Regions from separate parts of the Mus musculus genome. Here regions 1 and 3 are each linked to region 2. Evidence: chromatin contacts called from public HiCAR-type data. All regions are on one chromosome and are shown on one strand. Each heading gives the region's core, a stretch centred on a gene start, on an enhancer-like site or on the middle of the called end of the contact. The rest is flanking DNA. Distances are from core to core; before and after follow the strand shown.

Evidence for each region. HiCAR-type assays count read pairs that join an accessible place to other places.
Region 1: a HiCAR-type map of fibro-adipogenic progenitors shows a contact between it and region 2, with 5 times the contacts expected there. The contact joins the promoter of Cpq here to the enhancer-like site in region 2. A contact is called at or near these places in 4 of 39 promoter capture datasets (the 3T3-L1 cell line, hippocampal neurons and liver), 1 of 115 datasets of contacts at active chromatin or transcription factors (fibro-adipogenic progenitors) and 1 of 9 other capture datasets (adipose tissue).
Region 3: a contact with region 2 is called in a HiCAR-type map of fibro-adipogenic progenitors, with 3 times the contacts expected there. The contact joins two enhancer-like sites. A contact is called at or near these places in 2 of 115 datasets of contacts at active chromatin or transcription factors (embryonic stem cells and fibro-adipogenic progenitors).

Annotation. Positions count from the first base shown.
Region 1 is chr15:33,081,875-33,084,808 of GRCm38.p6, forward strand. It overlaps Cpq (carboxypeptidase Q), which reads left to right and starts at 1,255. Exons shown (of 8, transcript NM_176073.4): 1 at 1,255-1,448.
Region 2 is chr15:33,588,721-33,591,699 of GRCm38.p6, forward strand. All of the region lies in intron 7 of Cpq (carboxypeptidase Q), which reads left to right. Among named protein-coding and RNA genes, the nearest start is that of 4930592A05Rik, 63 kb to the right of the region's middle. Within about 2 kb of position 1,626, at least 69 of the 459 cell types and tissues checked have an H3K27ac peak or open chromatin away from gene starts, as enhancers often do. A contact at or near this core is called in adipose tissue and fibro-adipogenic progenitors, where this site is marked.
Region 3 is chr15:33,905,954-33,908,653 of GRCm38.p6, forward strand. No RefSeq gene overlaps it. Among named protein-coding and RNA genes, the nearest start is that of Gm41290, 130 kb to the right of the region's middle. Within about 2 kb of position 1,373, at least 67 of the 459 cell types and tissues checked have an H3K27ac peak or open chromatin away from gene starts, as enhancers often do. A contact at or near this core is called in fibro-adipogenic progenitors, where this site is marked.

The DNA of each region.
Region 1 (2,934 bases), core at 5-2,504, 510 kb before region 2:
GGACTAGATATGACTCCCCAGGGACCATTTGTGGAAAGGCCAGCTAGGACCATGTTGAAAAGACCCTTGAATACCTCACAGAAGTGATATTTTGTGAAAGGCAACGCGACTAGTCAAAGTTTAGAGGGATTGTTATATTGTACATAGGTGAAAGGACTCAAAATGATTTTCTTTGTATATGCTTAATTTTTTCTTTCCTGTTTTTTAAGTATGTGAGTTTTCTTTTTCTTAGCATCTACCTATGTAGCCCAGGTTAGCCTGAAACTCAAAATATCCCTGCCTCTATTTTCTGTGTTTTGAGATAACACATACATGGATCAGCATGCCTAAGTTTTTCCTTGGTTTTGTGTGTGTGTATGTCTGTGTGTGTGTGTGTGTTTTAAGAGGAGAGACAGGAACTGGAAAGTATTTTACAAAGATAACTTTGATAAGAGTCTGGCTAAGTAAAGAAATTTGGACTTATCAAAACATAAAACATTAAAAACATGTGCACATGTTGCAGTTTGGACTTTATGCAGGTCCCCAAACTACTGAAGTCATGCAGTGACTTGATGTGTCAGGGTATACTGGTTCACAAGGGGGTCCTTCCTTTTCTCAGAGGAGAAGGGGGCAGAGGATAAAACAGGGGCTGTGGGAAGGGGGAGCTGAAAGCAGAGGGGCTACTGTGATCAGGATGTAAAGTGAATGAATGAATAGATAGATAGATAGATAGATAGATAGACAGATAGATAAATGGGCCAAAAATATGCGCACATGTACTACAAGAGTAGTATAGCATTGCTCTTTCCCTGATACAATGCCTAGACTGAAAATGACTTTCTGATCTCCTAGTTTTAGATCATGACCCCTGCCTTCATGATCACCTCCTTTCTTACAGTCTTTCAACTATTAAGGAAGGGAGAAAATAACCTGGTGCTTCATTTTGTTTTTGAGACAGGGTCTCATTTATTCTGTAGCCCTTGCTAAGCCTCAAAGTCCTGGGCCATCTTCCCGCATATCCATCCTCCCTAGCTACTGGGTGATTGATAACATGAACAAAATAACTGTTGAGTTGCTTTTGTTGGGAAGGAGTTTGACGGTTCCAACAAAGTCTCTTGAAGCCAGGCCTTGGGGACCCTACTTGCCTTAAGTCAGGCTCAAGGAGACCTTTCAGGGTCGGGTCCAGCCAGCCACAGTCTCAGTTAAAGCCCAGGCCTCGGGCCTGGCTGACGGTTGCACCTTTGTCTCCGCCCACCGGCCAGGGAGGGCTCCACAGCTGTCCTGGCACACAAAGAAGCCAGGCCTGCAGACTACTGGGGCTCCGGGCTGTTCCTGAGGCCTCTGGAGGCCCGCCCTGTGGCTCCAGTGCGCTCTGAGGACCTTCCTGGTCCCGCCCCCGAACGTGCCTGTGGTCTGCAGGCCTCACCGGGTGTTGTGGCCGCTGCTGCTCCGCAGAGCCTCGTGATCAGGTGAGTGCCCCCCAGGCTGTGGGTGACCAGCTGCTCCCCAGAGGCGGGAGGGTGGGCTGAGGTCAGCCGGCCTGGCTGCCAGAGAGCTTCCTGATCGGGCTGGAGTGCCCTTGCATAGGACGAGACTGCCTGCAGTTACACTGAAACCCAGAGGCAGAGACCAAAATTGCTGGTGCCTGTCTCTTCTTCAAGGTCTCTTGCACCGTCCCTGGACTGCCTAGGAGCTTCCTTCAAGGCCCTATCTGGAATTTTCCCTAGTCAACTGACTTGCAAGAGGCTTTACCAGGACGGGGTGGGAGAGCTTTGGTGGTTTCTTTCACTTTCTACCTAGTTCTGTTCTTTCATTTCTGATATGAAAGGCCCCATTTTCGAGTTGTCAGCGTCTGACTTGTCATACATAGTCGTACTCAATATCCAATAATTGACTGTGAAGTAGAACTGAATGAATGAAGTGGACAAATGCGTAGGAAATGCAGCAGAATGAGCAAAATATATGAATGGCACAGTGAATATGAAATGGAGACATCAGACACACAGGCTTTCGCCTCTGTTTTCTCAGAGTTAAGTGTTTTGCAATCTCTGTGGTTAATCAAGAGGAGTTTGATTCTTTGTAGTTGTTAGTTACTAGACTCCTGCACCTTATTATCTCCATTGGTTGGATTAAATATATTTTGCCTAAAACAAAATAACCTGAACTCTTGCTTGCTTGTGCTTTATTCTCCCCACTTTTGGTTTGAGCCAGCGTTGTTACCAAAATATATAATGTATTTACAAGGTACAAAGGTACATCTCAAAGCAGAACCATGTCGCTGACTTGTATTTAAATCCAGACACTTCTCATGAATCTAAGACTGGACAATGTCTATTTTCCTTAGACAAGGGTTGGTTTAGTTGCAGGTGAATGAAGAAAACAAAATATGTCACAGTGAGGAAAGTAATTTGTGTGCATGACACATAAAGAGTGCTTTAATACAGTTGATCACTGCTGTAGTTTTGCTTCCTAGACCCCAAGTTCCACAACCCCCCCCCCCCATAAAACCAAAATCAATGACTTTGAATTGTCACTTGATCTCTTTAGATTTTAACTTCATTATGTGTGTGTGTATGTACATGTGTGTATGGACCTGTGGTTAACACAGGTATCTTCCTCAAAGGTTTTATTCTTTAAATTTTGGAGACAGCACATCTCAGTGGACCTGGGGGTCCAGTGAATCTGCTAGATCAGTTGGCCAGTGAGCTCCAGGAATCCTCTTGTCTCCACCCTGCTAGTGCTGGGGTCACAGACATGTGCCGGTGCATATTTTTACCTACCTATTTCAAGTCTATCTGGTAGAGTAAATGTTTTGTTTAGTGAAAAAGACTGACTTTCTCAGGTTGTTTTCCCAAATAGCCAGTTGTGGGTTCATGTGTCATTCAACTATGAAATGTACAAGTTGATATTCATGGTGCTCTGACCACACACTTTTATTGTTCATTTAAACTTCTT
Region 2 (2,979 bases), core at 376-2,875:
TTGTGTTCTCTTAGGGTCTGTGTGACATCTGCCGAAGATCTTCTGGCCTTTAGAATCTCTGTTGAGAAGTCTGGTATAATTCTGATAGGTCTGCCTTTATATGTTACTTGACCTTTTCCCCTTACTACTTTCAATATTCTTTCTTTGTTTTATGCATTTGATGTTTTGATTATTAAGTGATGGGAGGAATTTCTTTTCTGTTCCAGTCTATGACTTTGACAATTACTGGGATAGTAATCCCTAATCTACTTTTCTAACTGTTGGCCTGGCTACCTCTCCAGTGGTATTCACCAAATATTTGCTGTTTCTCCTGGCCATGTGCTCATGGTACATCTCCCCACATGATGCTTTCTCCTCATTCTCCTCTCTCCCCTGTCTTCTCCACCCCTAACCAGGTAACTCAAAACCCACCTTCCTCTAATCCCTTCAGTTATTGGCTGTAGCCATTTTTATTTAACCAATAGTTTTAAATTAAGGAACAAGGTTTGGATAACAAAAGCTAGTAAACATGAGAAATTACTGGTAGGCCCAGACCTTAGAGTAAAGAATTTAGCATCACAAAACCTAGCAACAGACCAAACCTCAACAGGTGTGGGAAGAATGATAAATGGATCAATGAGTATCATAAGTGTGGCAGCAATTACAAAGGTCTTACAAGCCAGAAAAACATATTGGATGTTTCATCATGAAGAAATAAAAAAATGACTAAGAATATAGACACAATTAAATTAACCTCATTTAAATATTATGAACAGATATGTTGAAACATCTCATGGCACTCTATTGGTATGATTAATTTTATTGATGGTATATCAGTTTTAAAAGATTAGTTTTAAAACGGTATTGAAAAAAATCACCACAAAGGACATCATGAGTGATTAGAGGTATCAGTGACTTCAGATAGCCAAGAAATCCCAGAAGAGTTGGCAGGCCTGTCCAATATGAGACCCAAATTCACCCTTTCTTGCGTCTGAGATCAAACAAGATCAGGTGTTTCAAGGTGATATGGCCACAATGGACATTCATTTTCTGACAAATGGTCTCAGGCTGTCTGAGCCTAGTTTATGAATGTAATTCTCCTTTATTATCCTATATACTTCCAATTCAAATTTCCATTCCCTTATCAAAATGGGCACCAGGGTGGGTCTGGGGGACAGGCAGGGGCCACACTATCTAAATTCCCAGAGAGGTAAAAGCTGATATCCTGAAACAGTTCAGTGAGATCAGGTACACAGTAAGGATTTTTAAATCAGAAAAACCCAAGCTGGAATCCTATCTGTACTGACTACTACCCTGTAGTGTTAAACAAGCCTCATGACTATTGTCAATCTGTCACTGTTTTGTGCTCATGGTGTCACTTAGAGAATTAAGTGAAATAATTTCCAAAGAGTTCCAGGCATACAGGAAGCACTGGGTAAATAGTGATGACAATCCATTTCTCTTACTTCTCTGTAGGATGGCTCCATAACTACTATCATGTAGTATGGTTTAGTCTTACTAGGATTCTTAGTACTAGTCCTATTGCTACTGTCCACTTCTTCAACTTTATGGGAGATGATTCAGTGCCCCTCAGTTCAGCTACCCTGGAGGTCACCAGGACTCTCAGGGCTGACCTCAAGTATGTGCTCAGAATTGTGTTGGTCACACCCTGGAAACATTGAGTACAAGCTTAGAGGTTCTTGAGTAGGTGAAACGTTTATAAACTCAAACTGTTATGCTTTTAATTATGTTTAGGTTAGGGGGTCTTTTTCTTTCTTACTTGAGCCTATATTTTGTTTTATTTTTTTATTTTTCATCCCCTATGATTTGTTTTCCCTTCTGAGAAGCTATGAGTTAGGAAGCTATTCATTAACTACTTCTGATTGTAATTTTCCATAAGATTTAATAGGGATTAAAGTACCTCCTTGAAAAGAGATATTAAATGCCTGAAAATTCTATTAATTGACTTTCTAATTGTTTTCATAAAGTTTTTTCACATGTTAATGTAGCTGAGAAAATAATTTTAATTAAATTTTAAGTGTATTTTTAGCACTTTATGGATGCTAAGGGGACTCTTTCCTTGTAGGGAATATATTAAGAACACAACATTCTTCTCTAACTGCATAATTATTATGATTGGGGGAAAGCCCGTAATACATTCCATTGCAATTAAATCATGGGCTCCAGACTGTTTGAGGTCTGCTTACAAAGAAGAAATGGATTTTCCACAGCTGGTCGCCTGTATGCAGCCTTCACACAGCACAACAGCCATGTATTTGATAAAATAAGACTTGAATTTGAAATTCAGAGCTTGACTACCTTTCCAAAAGCTCTCAAAACATAAATTTCTTAATTTTTTCCATGAAAACCTATTGATTACATATGTGAGAGGGATGACAAGCAGGTGCTATGTGGAAATTCTGTGGTTTTACCCACCTATATCTTTAGAAAAAAAAGTATTTGTTCTTGTTCTGCACACACACCATGAACATTACCACTCTGTCCCTGTGAAGATTGCAATACACTGTGAGCAGAATTTAGTAGAATGAGTATCTCATTTGATAGTCATAGAGGAGGTTTTACCTATGCTCATAGCTGGAAAGTACTTTTTGTGATATGAGTGTTTGCAAGAAAGACTCAGAGGTGTGGAAAACAGGAAAGGGGAAAGAGGAAGAGAAAAAAAACATTTAAATCAGGGTCAAGACGATGTTACATAAAACAGATTTCATGGTCCAACTATGCCATCATTTTGAATAATCATCAGAATTTTGATTGATTAAATTAGGATTTTAAATCCTCCAAGGAGCCCTTAATTGATGCTATGGGTATGTTGGAGCTTCTATGGGTATAGAACAGACATAAAAAAAGACTGAATTGAGAGCCTATTAATCCTCAGCAGCATCTTGAATGTTGGCTACCATAATCCTGATTTTATGATTGAAACTGAAGTGAAATGACCTAGCAGTCGACTTTAAAAGTCAAGCAGAAGAGTTTAAGTTA
Region 3 (2,700 bases), core at 123-2,622, 320 kb after region 2:
TAGGCCATCCTCAGCTGCATATGCAGCTGGAGCCATAAGTCCCTCTTTGGTTAGTGGATTCGTCCCTGGGAGCTGTGCGGGAACTGGCTAATTCATATTGTTGTTCCTTCTATGGGGCTGCAAACCCCTTCAGCTCCTTGGGTCCTTTCTCTAGCTCCTTCACTGGGGATCCTGTGCTCAGTCCAATGGATGGCTGTGAGCATCCACCTCTGTATGTGTGAGGCACTAGCAGAGCCTCTCAGGAGACACCTATATCAGGCTTCTGTCAGCAAGCACTTGTTGGCATCCACAACAGTGTCTGGGTTTGGTGACTGTAAATGGGATGGATCCCCAGGTAAGTCAGTCTTTAGATGGTCATTTCTTCAGTCTCCACTCAATACTTTGTCTCTGTAACTTCTTTCATGGGTGTTTTGTTCCCTGCTTCTAAGATGAATAGAAGTATCCACACTATGTTCTTCCTTCTTCTTGAGTTTCATGTGGTTTGTGAATTGTATCTTGGGTATTCTGAGCTTCTGGGCTTCTGGGCTTCTGGGCTAATATATCCACTTATCAGAGCTGTCTCTGACTCTTTTGCATGCTTTGGGCCCTTTTTGTCCTACTGGGTTGCCTTGTCCAGCCTTAATACATGGGGAGAGTCTAGTCTTACCGAAACTTAACATGACATATTTAGTTGCAATCCATAAGAGGCTTGCCCTTTTCTGAAGAGAAATGGAAAAGGAGTGGATGAAGGTAGGCAGAAGGGAGGTGACATGGATGAACTAAGAGAAGAGGGGGGAACTGTGGTGTGTGTGTGTGTGTGTGTGAACAACAATGACAAATGAAAAACCCTTGGAACAGTCCATACAAAACAAGGCACCCTGGGAGTTAGGGGGTGGATAACTCAACTAGTGGCAGAGAACAGGAAAGGGGAGAAGGTTAGAAGAGCATGTAGGAGAGAAAAAACAGCAAGTAAGAAGCAGGCTGAATCAGTAAACCACGGTCAGTTCCGTGAACAGCTGTGGGTGTGGTATGGGTTTTACATTTTTCTTTAATGATTTTTCCTTGCATTCAGCTTTCAGTATTATGTTTTCTTCCTCTACTGAGCTCAGACTTTCCATAACACACTAGTCAGTTGCATAACGTTCTTTAAAAGATTAATAATATAAATGTCCATTCTCCTTTTCAGTATTTTTGATCCCCCTGAAAGAGGGTGTCCAGCTGCAGGGAGTCCTTCATCTTTGATGCTCAGCTCTGACTCACTCCTGAGTCAGGCTCAGGCCCCACAACCTTTCCCTTGGGATTCAGAAACCAAGAAATAATCAGCTGGTAACCCAGGAGCCAACAGCAGCTGTGAGGTGGAGAGCCACATCTCCCACTCCGTGGGCTGCTTTTAGGTTAGTCATCCAGCTCAGATGCTTTGAAGGAGACATGAGAAGAATGCTGCTAATAAGAGAGGCAGGAAGTGAGGCACGGTGAGAATCCCACAGGCTTAGTTTGTTATCCTGGGAAGAGCTCACATGCCTGGAGATGGTGACTGTGCAAGCCACAGGGACAACTTAACATTCTTTAGTCTTTGGGTCAAACTGATTGCCATTTAACAGATATTTACAAAATTAGGATTAAATTCTCTACCTCATCTTCTGCTAAAAGTCAACCAGAATGCTCTAATATCAGTAACAAGAACCTAAACTCTCTCCACACATCCTATTTTCATTTACAGCCTTATGGACATCTATATTTTATTAAATGCCTCACATTCATCTTTGCATTGTGCCTTTGGTGAGTTTGTACTAGAGATATCTTCCTGTTCACCTCATCTATTCTTTTATCTAAGTTTACTCATCCATCAATATCCAATTCACACTTACCTTATTTTGTTCATCTAGTAGATGCTGATTAAGTACCAATTATAAAGAACACTGTCTAACTTTCAACCATGTCCTTAGGGCAAAGAAATGTCAGTTGTTAAATACAACCCTCAACTTTCTTTCACAAAAAAATCTCTTTGTTCTCCCAACTATAGTCTATTCCTGGGTACCAATATGTTCTAATTAAAGCCAAAATGATTTCCAGTATAATAAAGAATTTGGATGAAGCTCATCCCAATCCTAGAAGCAACCTATAGACTCTAAATTTCACAAGCAACAGTAGTGACTTTGTTACTTGGGATAGGCTCCAGGATTGTAGTTTGTAGCAGTAAAGAAACCCATGTGAGTGCTTCTATACCTTTGATGACAAGGTATTTTGGAACTGGGAATAGCCAGATGAAAGGTCATCACCTCAGTAGGGATTCGGTGTCCAGGTCTGAAGAGAGGAATGGTTAAATATTCAGTTCAGTCAGGAGTTGATCCTGTGCAACAGCATCCAGATCTGATCCTGTGCCACAGTACTACATACCCAAATACCACTGGAAAAGAGCTGGCCTCCCAAGAGTGTGGACATGCCTATGAACACAGGTAAGACCATCACTTCTGCTCTGACAGACCCGTCGGGTAGCCTTCAGGACATAGGAACCAAGGAGCAGCCTGGGACAGGATAGTTCCAGTTCCTGTCTATGGCCAGAACTGACCCTGTGCCACAGCTCTTCATATACAAATTCTTCCCAGAGAGAACTGGTCTCCTAAAAGTACAGATACAACATACAGGCTTGCAGGAGAAACAAGTCACAGTCAGAGACAGCAAGACCAGCTAGCACCAGAGATAACCAGATGGTGACAGGCA